Linked DNA regions of Triticum aestivum: region 2 is linked to region 1. A link is a contact called in public Hi-C data. All regions are on one chromosome and are shown on one strand. Each heading gives the region's core, a stretch centred on a gene start, on an enhancer-like site or on the middle of the called end of the contact. The rest is flanking DNA. Distances are from core to core; before and after follow the strand shown. Region 1 has its middle 8.0 kb from the start of LOC123185096. Region 2 holds the start of LOC123188197 (insulin-degrading enzyme-like 1, peroxisomal).

The links. A called contact is a pair of places that touch in the nucleus more often than the background predicts.
Region 2: a contact with region 1 is called in a Hi-C map of leaf, with 7 times the contacts expected there. The contact joins the promoter of LOC123188197 here to the enhancer-like site in region 1.

What each region holds. Positions count from the first base shown.
Region 1 is chr2A:174,594,028-174,601,249 of IWGSC CS RefSeq v2.1, forward strand. No RefSeq gene overlaps it. Among protein-coding and RNA genes, the nearest start is that of LOC123185096, 8.0 kb to the left of the region's middle. Within about 2 kb of position 1,589, at least 7 of the 8 cell types and tissues checked have an H3K27ac peak or open chromatin away from gene starts, as enhancers often do. A contact at or near this core is called in leaf, where this site is marked.
Region 2 is chr2A:174,968,807-174,975,545 of IWGSC CS RefSeq v2.1, forward strand. LOC123188197 (insulin-degrading enzyme-like 1, peroxisomal) reads left to right here and starts at 2,451. Exons shown (of 26, transcript XM_044600235.1): 1 at 2,451-2,764; 2 at 2,867-2,942; 3 at 4,753-4,820; 4 at 5,483-5,574; 5 at 5,658-5,731; 6 at 5,812-5,855. The coding sequence starts at 2,582.

The DNA.
Region 1 (7,222 bases), core at 339-2,838:
GATCAGTAATATCTGGATCGCAAACCCAAGCCTCCTTGATGACATCCAAAAACCCATCCATCTTGACCCATAACTTTTCAAAGCAGAACCTCCTTTTGGCATGCATGTGTTCATGGAGCGCGAGATGCAGCGGGCAATGGTCAGAGTACTCTATAGATAAAGCTTGCAGCAAGCACTCCGGGTGCTCGAGCTCCCAATCAACGGACACAAAAGCGTGGTCTATTTTAGTGAGAGTGGGCGTCTCCCTTTCGTTGCTCCACGTGTATTTGCGCCCATGCAAGAAGAGCTCCTTTAGCGCGTTATCATCGACGAAACGTTTGAACTTCCCCATCATTCTCCTGTCCAAGTTGGAGTTATTTTTGTCTGTCGCGTATAGGATGAGGTTAAAATCTCCTATGACAAGCCATGGCCTAGGGCATAGCGATCTACAGTCCGATAGTTCGTTCAAGAAGTTAATCTTGAGCACATCATCCTGAGGCCCATATACTACTGTTAGCCACCATGGCGCCCCTCCTTGGGCGAGATGTACCCAGTGATGCTATGAGTATCATTGGCATAGTTTGTCAAGAGAACCCGCGTGGTGTCCCATGCCACAAATATACCGCCTCTAGTATCCGACGCCGGTAAGTAGGTGAAATCATCATAGTTTGGCCCCATGCATTGCAAGATTACAAAAGTGTCCACCACCTCTAATTTGGTTTCAAGTATACAGACGACCGCCGCGCGAGTAGAATCTACAAAACCTCTAAGGTCCTTCCTTTTGGCAAGATTGTTGAGACCTCTAACATTCCAGCACACCAACTCCAAAGCGTTGAACGACATCAGATGAATATGCCTCCAACACCGCCGGTGCCAACGCACCTACTGCACCAATAGTGGCTCGGCCATCCCTGTCTCCTTCGCAAGATTGAGCGGTATCACTTTCTCGAAGATAGCTGCGATGGCCCTCAATTGCGGCTCCTGGAGTGGTGAGTCGAACACCGTACGTAGCTGACCTGGCGCGTCCTCCGAGACCGCCAGATCATCACAGTCGAATCCCAGGGTTTTAAGAAGCACCGTTTCGGCTACCAAGGCCTTCGTCTTCCTAGAGCTGCCGGCACAGATGGACCGTGTTGCGCGGCGTGGAGTGAAAGGATCCTGCCCTGTTTTAACCCCTCGCAGCCCTTGGAACTCCTTGAGCAACGGTGGTGCGAGCTTTTTGAGCAACCCAGCACAGAACGCCTTAATGTTTCCAAGTGCCACCACTTCCTTGTCAGATAAATTCCCCTCATGGTGCTGTGATGCAATTGCACCAGCGTCCGATGCATTATCGCCATGCAACGGTTCGTGCATGCATGCTTCTCTCGTGGTCACATCAGCCTCCATATTCCTTCCCCCATATTCCTGTGTGGCGGGTCCCATGTCTGCCGCGCCACCTGATGGACATGCCATCTCCCCCGCTGTCGCTAGCTGCAACACGTCCAACACTAGGGCCCACCCATTTGCTGTCTGGTCGGGAACCTGCACCGGTGGCCTATCCTGCTATAGTGTCTCCTCCTTGGTTCCAGCGTGGGGATGGGCAGCAGCGTCCCCCACATGCCGGTCCACCTCCCGATGCGCCAGGTCCTCAGACCCATCCTGCACATTTGCATTGGCTGGCATTGGATCCCCCAGTGCCACGTCCGGGCAAGCCTCGCCCTACGCTTTATCTGCCGCCTCGGGATCGGCGTGGGTCCCTTTCTCGGTCTCCGGATCTGAGCTAACTGCACCCACCGCTGCGATCTGATTGGCCTGTTCCCTTATCTCCTCCTGGTCAAAAGTAGCCTCCTCCGGCCCCAGCGCTGTAGGCAGTTTCGGATTGGCCACCCCCGCAGCATGTGCTGGCGTGGCCCCCAGGCTCCTCCCCGGATCTTCTATGGCCAACTGCGGCTGCTGCACAAGTGACACACCAGCATCAGCGGCCACGGCCACCTGCCTCAGCCCTGCCGCAGTCACCACGGAACTGCCCCTGGGCGCGTGTGTCGGCGCCGCCGTGCCAGATGCCATCGGCGGGATCCTCCAATCAGATGGCCCAATTCTCCCAAGCAAGGCCTGCCTGTAGGTTCGACCTGGTGCACCACTAGCAGGCGCTCCACCATGAACGCCCCTAGTCCATGGCAGGACACGCCATTCTCCCTAACCAGAGAAGTCCCCGAAATCCTCTGGCATTCCACTTTGCCCGCTGATGTCTACTACACAACCTTCTTCTTGTAGACGTTGTTGGGCCTCCAAGTGCAGAGGTTTGTAGGACAGTAGCAAATTTCCCTCAAGTGGATGACCTAAGGTTTATCAATCCGTAGGAGGCGTAGGATGAAGATGGTCTCTCTCAGGCAACCCTGCAACCAAATAACAAAGAGTCTCTTGTGTCCCCAACACACCCAATACAATGGTAAATTGTATAGGTGCACTAGTTCGGCGAAGAGATGGTGATACAAGTGGTATATGGATAGTAGATAATAGTCTTTGTAATCTGAAAATATAAAAACAGCAAGGTAACTAATGGTAAAAGTGAGCATAAACGGCATTGCAATGATAGGAAACAAGGCCTAGGGTTCATACTTTCACTAGTGCAAGTCCTCTCAACATAATAACATAGTTGGATCACATAACTATCCCTCAACATGCAACAAAGAGTCACTCCAAAGTCACTAATAGCGGAGAACAAACGAAGAGATTATGGTAGGGTACGAAACCACCTCAAAGTTATTCTTTCCAATCAATCTGTTGGGCTATTCCTATAAGTGTCACAAACAGCCCTAAAGTTCGTACTAGAATAACACCTTAAGACACAAATCAACCAAAACCCTAATGTCACCTAGATACTCCAATGTCACCTCAAGTATCCGTGGGTATGATTATACGATATGCGTCACACAATCTCAGATTCATCTATTCAACCAACACATAGAACCTCAAAGAGTGCCCCAAAGTTTCTACCGGAGAATCACGACGAAAACGTGTGCCAACCCCTATGCATAGGTTCATGGGCGGAACCCGCAAGTTGGTCACCAAAACATACATCAAGTGAATCACGTGATATCCCATTGTCACCACAGATATGCACGCCAAGACATACATCAAGTGTTCTCAAATCTTTAAGGACTCAATCCGATAAGATAACTTCAAAGGGGAAACTCAATCCATTACAAAAGAGTAGAGGGGGGAAGAAACATCATAGGATCCAAATATAATAGCAAAGCTCGTGATACATCAAGATCGTATCATCTCAAGAACACGAGAGAGAGAGAGAGAGAGAGAGAGAGAGAGAGAGAGAGAGAGAGATCAAACACATAGCTACTGGTACATACCCTCAGCCCCGAGGGAGAACTACTCCCTCCTCATCATGGAGAGCACCGGGATGATGAAGATAGCCACCGGAGAGGGATTCCCCCCTCCGGCAGGGTGCCGGAACGGGTCTAGATTGGCTTTCGGTGGCTACGGAGGCTTCTGGCGGTGGAACTCCCGATCTATTGTGCTCCTTGATGTTTTTAGGGTATATGGAGATATATAGGCGGAAGTGTTGGGGAACGTAGTAATTTCAAAAAATTTCCTACGCACACGCAAGATCATGGTGATGATATAGCAACGAGGGGAGAGTGTTGTCTACGTACCCTCGTAGACCGAAGCGGAAGCGTTGACGCAACGTAGAGGAAGTAGTCGTACGTCCTCCGGTTCAACCGATCCAAGTACCGTTACTCCGGCACCTCCGAGTTCTTGACACGCGTACAGCTCGATGACGCACCCTCGATCTCCGATCCAGCAGAGGCGCCGAGGGGGAGTTCCGTCAGCACGACGGCGTGGTGACGATCTTGATGTTCTCCTGTTGCAGGGCTTCGCCTAAGCACCGCTACAATATGACCGAGGTGTAATATCGTGGAGGGGGGCACCGCACACGGCTAAGGAACGATCAATGATCAACTTGTGTGTTCTAGGGTGCCCCCTACCCCCGTATATAAAGGAGGGAGGGAGGAGGTGGCCGGCCCTAGGGGGGCGCGCCATGAGGAGGGGGAAACCTACTCCAAGTAGGTTTCCCTCTCTTTTCCTTATCTTATTTGGAGGGGGAAGGAAAGAGTACTAGTATTAGGAAGTAGTACTAGTAGTAGTAATAGGAAGAGGGGGAAGGAGAAAGGAAAGGGGGGGGCGGCCCCCCTCCCCAATTCGGATTGGGCTTGGGGGGGCGCGCCCCCTCCCTTGCTCCTTCTCTCTTCCTCCTACATGGGCCCAATAAGGCCCATATACCTCCCGGGGGGTTCCGGTAACCTCCCGGGGCTCCAAACTTCTCCGGAACCTTTCCGGTGTCCAAATATATCCGTCCAATATATCAATCTTTATGTCTCGACCATTTCGAGACTCCTCGTCATGTCCGTAATCATATCCGGGACTCCGAACAACCTTCGGTACATCAAAATACATAAACTCATAATATAATTGTCATCGAAACCTTAAGCGTGCGGACCCTACGGTTCGAGAACGATGTAGACATGACTGAGACACATCTCTGGTCAATAACCAATAGCGGGACCTGGATGCCCATATTGGTTCCTACATATTCTACGAAGATCTTTATCGGTCAAACCGCATAACAACATACGTTGTTCCCTTTGTCATCGGTATGTTACTTGTCCGAGATTCGATCGTCGGTATCCAATACCTAGTTCAATCTCGTTATCGACAAGTCTCTTTACTCGTTCTGTAATACTTCATCTTATAACTAACTCATTAGTTACATGCTTGCAAGGCTTAGGTGATGAGTATTGCCGAGAGGGCCCAGAGATACCTCTCCGACAATCGGAGTGACAAAACCTAATCTCGAATTATGCTAACTCAACATGTACCTTCGGAGACACCTGTAGTACTCCTTTATAATCACCCAGTTACGTTGTGACGTTTGGTAGTACCCAAAGTGTTCCTCCGGTAAACGGGAGTTACACAATTCTCATAGTTACAGGAACATGTATAAGTCATGAAGGAAGCAATAGCAGAATACTAAACGATCAAGTGCTAAGCTAACGGAATGGGTCAAGTCAATCACATCATTCTCCTAATGATGTGACCCCGTTAATCAAATGACAACTCTTTTGTCCATGGCTAGGAAACATAACCATCTCTGATAAACGAGCTAGTCAAGTAGAGGCATACTAGTGACACTATGTTTGTCTATGTATTCACACATGTATTATGTTTCCGGTTAATACAATTCTAGCATGAATAATAAACATTTATCATGAAATAAGGAAATAAATAATAACTTTATTATTGCCTCTAGGGCATATTTCCTTCAGTCTCCCACTTGCACTAGAGTCAATAATCTAGTTCACATCACCATGTGATTTAACACCAATATTCATATCTGTATATGATTAACACCCATAGTTCACATCATCATGTGACCAACACCCAAAGGGTTTACTAGAGTCAATAATCTAGTTCACATCGCTATGTGATTAACACCAAAGAGTACTAAGGTGTGATCATGTTTTGCTCGTGAGAGAAGCTTAGTCAACGGGTCTGTCACATTCAGAGCCGTATGTATTTTGCAAATATTTTATGTCCACAATGCTCTGCACGGAGCTACTCTAGCTAATTGCTCCCACTTTTAATATGTATTCAGGTTGAGACTTAGAGTCATCTGGATCAGTGTAAAAGTTTGCACTGATGTAACTTTTACAATAAACTCTTTTATCACCTCCATAATCGAGAAACATCTCCTTAGTCCTTACTAAGGATATTCTTGACCAATGTCCAGTGATCTACTCCTAGATCACTATTGTACTCCCTTGCCAAATTCAGAGCAAGGTATACAATAGGTCTGGTACATAAGCATACTTTATAGAACCTATGACTGAGGCATAGGGAATGACTTTTCATTCTCTTTCTATTTTCTGCTGTGGTCGGGATTTGAGTCTTACTCAATACCTTTGCAACACAGGCAAGAACTCTTTCTTTGACTGTTCCATTTTGAACTATTTCAAAATCTTGCCAAGGTATGTACTCATTGAAAATCTTATCAAGCGTCTTGATCTATCTCAATAGATCTTGATGCTCAATATGTAAGTAGCTTTTACTGAGGTCTTTTCTTTTTAAAGAACTCCTTTAAAACACTCCTTTATGCTTTGCAGAAAAATTCTACATCATTTCTGATCAACAATATGTCACTCACATATACTAATCAGAAAGGCTGTAGTGCTCCCACTCACTTTATTGTAAATACAGGCTTCATCAAAAAGTCTGTATAAAACCATATGCTTTTATCACACTATCAAAACGTTTATTCCAACTCCGAGATGCTTGCACCAGTCCATAAATGGAACGTTGGAGCTTGCACACTTTGTCAGCACTTTTTGGATCAACAAAACCTTCAGGTTGCATCATATACAACTCTTCTTCTAGAAATCCATTCAAGAATGCAGTCTTGACATCCATTTGCCAAATTTCATAATCATGAAATGCAGCAATAGCCAACATGATTCGGACAGACTTAAGCATCGCTACGGGTGAGAAAGTCTCATCGTAGTCAACCCCTTGAACTTGTCGAAAACCTTTTGCAACAAGTCGAGCTTTGTAGACAGTAACATTACCATCAGCGTCAGTCTTCTTCTTAAAGATCCATTTATTTAACATGGCTTGCTAATCATCGAGTAAGTCAATCAAAGTCCATACTTTGTTTTCATACATGGATCATATCTCAGATTTTATGGCCTTAAGCCATTTCGCGGAATCTGGGCTCATCATCGCTTCCTCATAGTTCGTAGGTTTATCATGGTCTAGTAACATGACTTTCAGAACAGGATTACCGTACCACACTGGTGCGGACCGTACTTTGGAAGACCTACGAGGTTCTGTAGTAACTTGATCTGAAGTTTCATGATCATCATCATTAGCTTCCTCACTAATTGGTGTAGGAATCACTGGAACTGATTTCAGTGATGAACTATTTTCCAATTCGGGAGAAGGTACAAATTACCTTATCAAGCTCTACTTTCCTCCCACTCACTTCTTTCGAGAGAAACTCCTTCTCTAGAAAGGATCTATTATCAGCAACAAATTTGCCTTCGGATCTGTGATAGAAGGTGTACCCAACAATTTCCTTTGGGTATTCTATGAAGACGCACTTCTCCGATTTGGGTTCGAGCTTATCAAGTTGAAAAAAAACTTTTTCATATAAGCATCGCAACTCCAAACTTTAAGAAACAACAGCTTAGGT
Region 2 (6,739 bases), core at 1,201-3,700, 380 kb after region 1:
CATGAAAGAGGAGTCACACGAGCTCATCTACAATGCGGAAATCACCATCAAACTCCATCTTCAACCCCAATGAAAAAACATTCAAGTTTGCTCGATTTTTACCTTGGGGGAATTTCGTCAAACACCTTGCGTGCGGGTTGGAAGAAATCGGCTGACTGCGGTTTGGGCAGCCGTTCAGCAGCGGCTTGTGCGGCCGCCAGCGGCAGCTCGACAGAGGAGACGGACGCAACCCTGCAGAGAAGATGGTGGGAGCTTGGTGTTGCGGGCGACCGACTTCACGCGGCTGGAAGAACGACGGAGGTGGGCTGCCATCGGGCGGGCGGTGTGGCATGCCTCCCATACCTCCAGCGATTGGGCGAGGCTCGGAACAAGCCCTGCCCATCCATGACCACGCCGTGGAAGCCACTATGACAGCCAGACTTCCAACGAAGCTTCGATTTGAAGCGGCGACTGGGGGCAACCATCTCTACTCTAGCGAGGCGGGCGGCGGGGGACAGGTGGGCGGGCGGGCGGCGATGTTGATTTTCGACGAAATCGACAAGCGGGGGAGTTGGGCAGGCAGGGTCGGGTGGACGGAAACCGAATGAAGGTAGTTGGGCAGTTGACGTGCGGCCGCCAATTTTACATCTTCTGTAGGTGGAGATGCAAATTTGCATCCACTGAAGATGCCCTTATATTGTTTTAGCGGAAAGGGCCGATTTGCGCCTTCAAGATCAGGGCTGTTTGGTTTGTACCCTGGTTTCGTCAACAATTTGGCATGGAATCAGGGGTGTGTTTGGTTGCCTGCATAAGACCCAGCCTGGCCCGTGCGGGAAAGATTGAGCCCGTTTGGTTGTCTGCGTTCACTGTGCGGCCTGCATCGCACGGAACTTAAAGCACGTCCAGGCCAGGCCCAGGGGAAACGTCCGAATCGGCAGTAGCTCGCGAGCCTGGCTCGGGCGAGGCAGGGGGCGCGACGCGCTTCTCCCCTCGTGCGAGCAGGGAGATGGCGTGAGCTCGCCCGCGTCGCTGAAAAATCAGCAAGAGGATTTTGGCTCACCTCCCGCCGAGTCCACCCTTATTTAGCCCCTCCCTCACCGCCCCAACTCCCGCCACCATTCTCCCTCCATTCGAGCTTTCCTGCCGACGCGCATCGGCACCGACGAGCAGGTAAGCGGCACATCTTCATCGGCCCGCGGTCCACGACGTCGGCGCTCCTTCACCGACCGGCGTTGATCTTCCACGACCGCCCCCTCGTCCTCGAGCTGCAGCCATGGCCTCTGTGAGTTCAATCTCCCTTTCCCACTGTTTCTTCTAGCTAGATCTGAGCTGCAACTAGGGTTTGATCTAGATGCATGGTTGATTAGTAATCTGATCTGTGAGCTGATATGGTTGATTGCTATGCTGCGGTTGCAATTTGTGGTAGGGATAGATGTTCAAGCATGTGGTAGGCTAGATTAGTAGTAGAGTTTGAAGTTGAACCTTGTGCTTGTGTTGAATTGTGCTTAGATCTGTGATTTGTAACTATTGGTGGTCCATTTGTAGCATGCTGTTTGTTGTAGATGTATGTTCCTGCTCATAGATTGTCCGGTATGCTTAGTATGATAGCAATGAAGCATGTGCTTGCTATGATAGTGATGAACCATGTACATGTATACTCTGCTTTCATGGGTTGTCTGGTATGTTGTGTGCTATGCTTACTGTCAATGCGTGCTACGATTGTAGGACATGACCACGCAGACGCAAGATCTTAGTCAGGCCTTTGTCCTGTCCGATAACCAGTTTGCTTCATCGTTTGTCGAAGGACTTGCAGCGTATGTCCAAGATGGCATCTGATTTAGAGGTGTTCGCGTCTGATTCCCTCTATGTGCCAGTAGTGCTAGTTGAACTAACTCCTGCTGCTGCTGCTGGCGCTGCACTCAAGGTAGCAGCAGCAAAGGCAAAAAAAGATGGTAGGTCGAACAACATGAAGTGACAGCCGTTCATGTCCACGTTCGTGCTGAATAAAATGTGTGAGCTCATCTCTAATGGAGTTAGGACTGACAAAGGCTTCAGGGAGGTGCACTTGAACACCGTTGCGAAGCAGGTATTCGATTTCTGTGGGCAGGAGGTGTCTGCCACCCAGGTGTTTTAGGTGTGGGTAAGCTTGTCAACTAGGGTACAAGGTAAGCACAACATGTACACCGTATGCAACCAAACACCGTGTTCATGTGCCGCTTGAACCAATGCAGGCAACTAAACAAAGTGCACTTGCGTATTACTTAATGAGAGACACTAATACAAGCAACCAAACAACTTACAGATGATGTATTAGAACCTATTTTTACTTAACCAGACTGAGTTGAGAAATGTATATAATACAGAAATTATAGCAAACCGCAACCAAACACTCCCAGATGAAGGATGAAGGGAGTGCGGGCGAGCTGGGCGTGCCAAAAGAATCGGAAGTAAATCCAAACACACCCACGTCCCAGTCAACGCCGATATTTTGGCTTGGCGTTGAGAGCAGCGATCCAAACGGCCCCTAAAACCAACCCGAGCAGCGAGCCTCGCCCCAAGACTTGCCCTCCCCTAGCGCCGACGACGACTGGGCGGCGACGCGATGGATTCGAGGCTGCGAGAGGTGGACGCCCCCGCCGAGCCGGCCGACGGCGCCGCTGCGCTGGCCACCGCGAAGGCTGAGGTGGAAGTCACCAAGCCCCGCAACGACAGGCGCGGGTACCGCCGCGTGGTGCTCCCGAACGCCCTCGAGTGCCTCCTCATCAGCGACCCCGACACCGACAAGGTCAGCTCCAGTCGCCCACTCGCTCTTCAATCGGGACGGGCCGGGGTTTCGTGGCAGCTTCTTGGTTTCGTCCAGATTCTGAAATTCGCGATTTGTTTGCAGGCTGCGGCGTCGATGAATGTCTCGGTGGGGTACTTCTGTGATCCCGACGGGATGGAGGGGCTCGCGCACTTCCTTGGTGAGCGCTCTGCCGTGGCTTGTTGCGTTACACCCACCCAGGGCCAGGGGCATGCTTGATACTGCTGCTTTTGCTGTAGTTAGTCGTTCAGGGATCATCTTACAGACGCTAGTGACGAAAATCTTACTGCAGCTGCGACCTAACAACCTCGATTTCTCAGTTGCCGTGCCTTGTCTTCTTGTGAAAACGCAGAAACTTGAGTCTCGATGCATTGATAGATAGAAAAAGAGTTCATTAGAAGCCCCAAAGCACAAGGCAACACAGCTCGGTAGTAGTAGCAGTCCCTGGATACTCGCAGTAAGACCCACCGCCCCTGCTCTCGCCCACAACTGCGCCTCAGATTTGATTGTGCTTAGCGAACTGGTGATATGCGACATTGTGATGCCTCCATCCACCAAGCTGTGAGCATGGTGATGAGGTGCCATTGCGCATCAAGGCCGGGGTGAACCCGGTGGGCCGGTACCACCAGTCAATGAAGTCCTCACCGATAACCAGAGGCACTGCATTGGATCCGATCCAAGATAGGACCTCATGCAACTGGGTTAGTGAGAAGGGGTAACCAGTGAGAAGGTGAGTCATGGTCTCTGCGATTGGTCGCAAAGCAGACAATGCGGGTGGTCGTGCAAGCCCAGCCTTGCCAGCCTCTCGGCAGTGCAGCAACGCTTTTGGCAAGCAAGCCAAACGAACAACTTCGCCCTCGGTGGAGCCCAGCGTGCCAGTTCAACCAACAACAGCCCCCTGAAAGAGGGTCTCTCTGTCGCCGTGCTATTGCTCTTGTTATGATTTTATACTCGTGTGGCCTATCACTGCAATTTGCTAGTTTGTTATGAAAGGCTTTTTTCAATTGGGATTACTGCTATAGAATGTCCTGATATATTGGGATGTGTGTGCTTCTGGGTTGTTCAGTAGAGTAACCACTAGCATGACATTAATCATCGAATAAGTAAATACAGATACAAGTCGGCACCAATTTGGATGTGCATGTTCTTTTCACAGTCCTTGTACCATAAATAATCAAGGAGAAAGAAACAGAATTCTGGATGTTCATACATCAGCATGGTACTCGCTTCTTCAATTTGCTACCTGGAGTTTTGCATATTTCCCTTTTGGATAAAGGGGATTTTGGTGATGAAATCAAACTACAAGAGCCGAGGTCTTCAGGTCCTCGAAAATGTAAGATGTACTGGCGTGGTCAGACCAAACCATATGTGACCCCCCCACCACACACACACACAACACAAAACTTCAAGCATCATACCATAAAAAACAAGGTTTTCAAGATGTTCGAGTTCTGCATATTCCCCTTGACATCCTAGAGTAAAGTTCTAGCATCATCTCTTCATTTTAAAAAAGAACAGCGAAACACATATTGCATGGCCATTAGAGAACCTGATTCGCTTGCAACTGAACGTCTGAATGTGAAATTGACATCTTCTGATAGAATGTTGAACGCAGCATCTTACTAATACTAATAAGTAATAATGACCCAGGAGCTCAAAGATTATGTGGTGAGGAGTGGCAACTAGCTGTACTAAGTAGACCTGCAGAGTAAACCTAAGGGTAGATGCCACAAATTGTGCTTGCTATATTTTAAACTTGTTTTCCATATCGCTCTATCTCTAGGATGTAACTTTTCGTGTACCAGTGCACCGCCATCTACTGTATAAATCTCATTGCATTGTTTTTCATCTTGTTGGTTTATATTCTAGCATTTAAAAAGCTCCACCACATGTATGTTCCAGTACTAGCGTGTGGGTGTTTGTGCATCTTTTAATCTGTAACATGCTTATGCCTGGTTCTACTTCCACAGAGCATATGCTTTTCTACGCGAGTGAAAAATATCCAATAGAAGACAGTTACTCAAAGTACATCGCTGAGGTACGTAGTTTGCCAGGGGTAAAATTTCCACCTTTCCAGTTTGTATATTATTAAAAAGGGTTCTCTGTAACTGATCTTGGTATCACCGTGGTAGTAATTTGTTTGATTGAGCTCAAGCTGATTTTTAAAAAGTGGAAATGCTTCAGAACAACTCAGTTGCCCAGAAAAACAGCAACATGACTTTGAAGTTTGAACATAGTGTGATCCTTGCAAAACAATTCTACATTTAAGGATTCTAGTTATCCAGAAGCAGCAGGCATCAGAATAGACTAAAATTTGAGCAACTAATCTTTTATCTACTTGATCATGGGACAGTCTTCTTTTATGATTTTATCATCATAGGGTGCTGGTTGGTTTCCATATATATAGTTCTTTTCAGATATATGTGGCCACAATGTCCTGTTATTGAGGAAACTGAGAAAATTGCTGCTGTGGCAGTGCCTAAACTAAGGTCCTAAGTCCTAACATATGGTATACCACTGGTATTTTGCCAGGCATAGGTCAAGCCTTGTAAACCATCAACAATGCTAGTAGGAAAGCTTCTGCTTGGAGGCTTAGCTATTTTTCAGATTCATAGTTCATACACTGATATTACCATCTTAGGTGGATCCTCTGTTATTAATCAATAACCATTAGCTAGCTAATATGTGTGTTTCTTGTAGCATGGTGGTTCGACAAATGCCTTTACAACCTCTGAACACACAAACTTCTATTTTGATGTGAACAATGACAGCCTGGATGATGCTTTAGATAGGTACCTTCTGTTTCTTTCTTTCTACCTTCTTGTCCTTGTTTTGCAAAAGCTAATTCCTGTTCCATCTTGTCTCTTGTTTTCAGGTTCGCACAATTCTTTATAAAGCCATTGATGTCCCCTGATGCAACCCTTAGGGAAATAAAAGCTGTTGACTCTGGTATATGTTGTCTCTTACCTTTTCTGCTGATTCTAATGAGAGGACCAGCTTCTAATTTTTCTATTTTTCTTCATTGGCAGAAAACCAGAAAAATATATTGTCAGATCCATGGCGAATGAGTCAGGTACTCCCAGTTTTCAGGCTTATTTGAATCAACAAACAGCTTGCTGATAGAAATCTTATTTTGTTAAAGTTGGATGGTATTCTGGCATTTTGGAGTCGTGACAATAATTTTTTACTAAATTCAGAAATCATTTTCAACAATTTTGGACTCTGTTTCATACTAAATGTTTTCAAAGTATCATATTGCAATTCAATTATTTTCTCCTTGTTCTGTATGCCATGAAGCTAGGGACCCTTTCCAGAAACATGTGTACCATTTGGTAACTGTTTGGAGGGTTTTGACCTGTGATTATAATAAAGGCCCTCAACAGAGTAATTAATAATTAAATAACCAGAGTTTAGAGTCACTTTAATTGTTTCTCACTTTTTAGGGACAGCTTTGTTGGTCCTAATGGGTGTTGCATCACTGGACAATGCAGTTGTTCCCCATGACAACTGTGCTTGACATATGGTTTTATATCCGGTTTGATTTGCGATTTACCTTGCTACGAGCATGGCGTTATGTTCAGCCAGAAATGTTAAAACTTATCTCCTGTATTATCTTTATTGAGGTATCAATGTCCTCAACCCCAAGTGTCTTTGCTCTATAGGTATCACTCATTCTAAAGGTTCTTCATTGCTAGGATATAATGAGTTGATGATAATTTAATATTCTAGTTCTGATACTCTATCATACCTCCCCGCAAGAAATAGGATGAACTTTTGTATTTGTTTTGCGATGCAATGTGACTAGCGAATTGCTATGTGTCCTGTACTACTTGTGCTTCTTCATTTTTGTTACTAAGACTGCCTATCATTTTATATGCTGAACTCAAGCAGCTTCCCGGGCTCAGTTTATCTGGGAATCCTTAAGAGCACAATGTAAGAAATCCTAGTCCAGTAAGA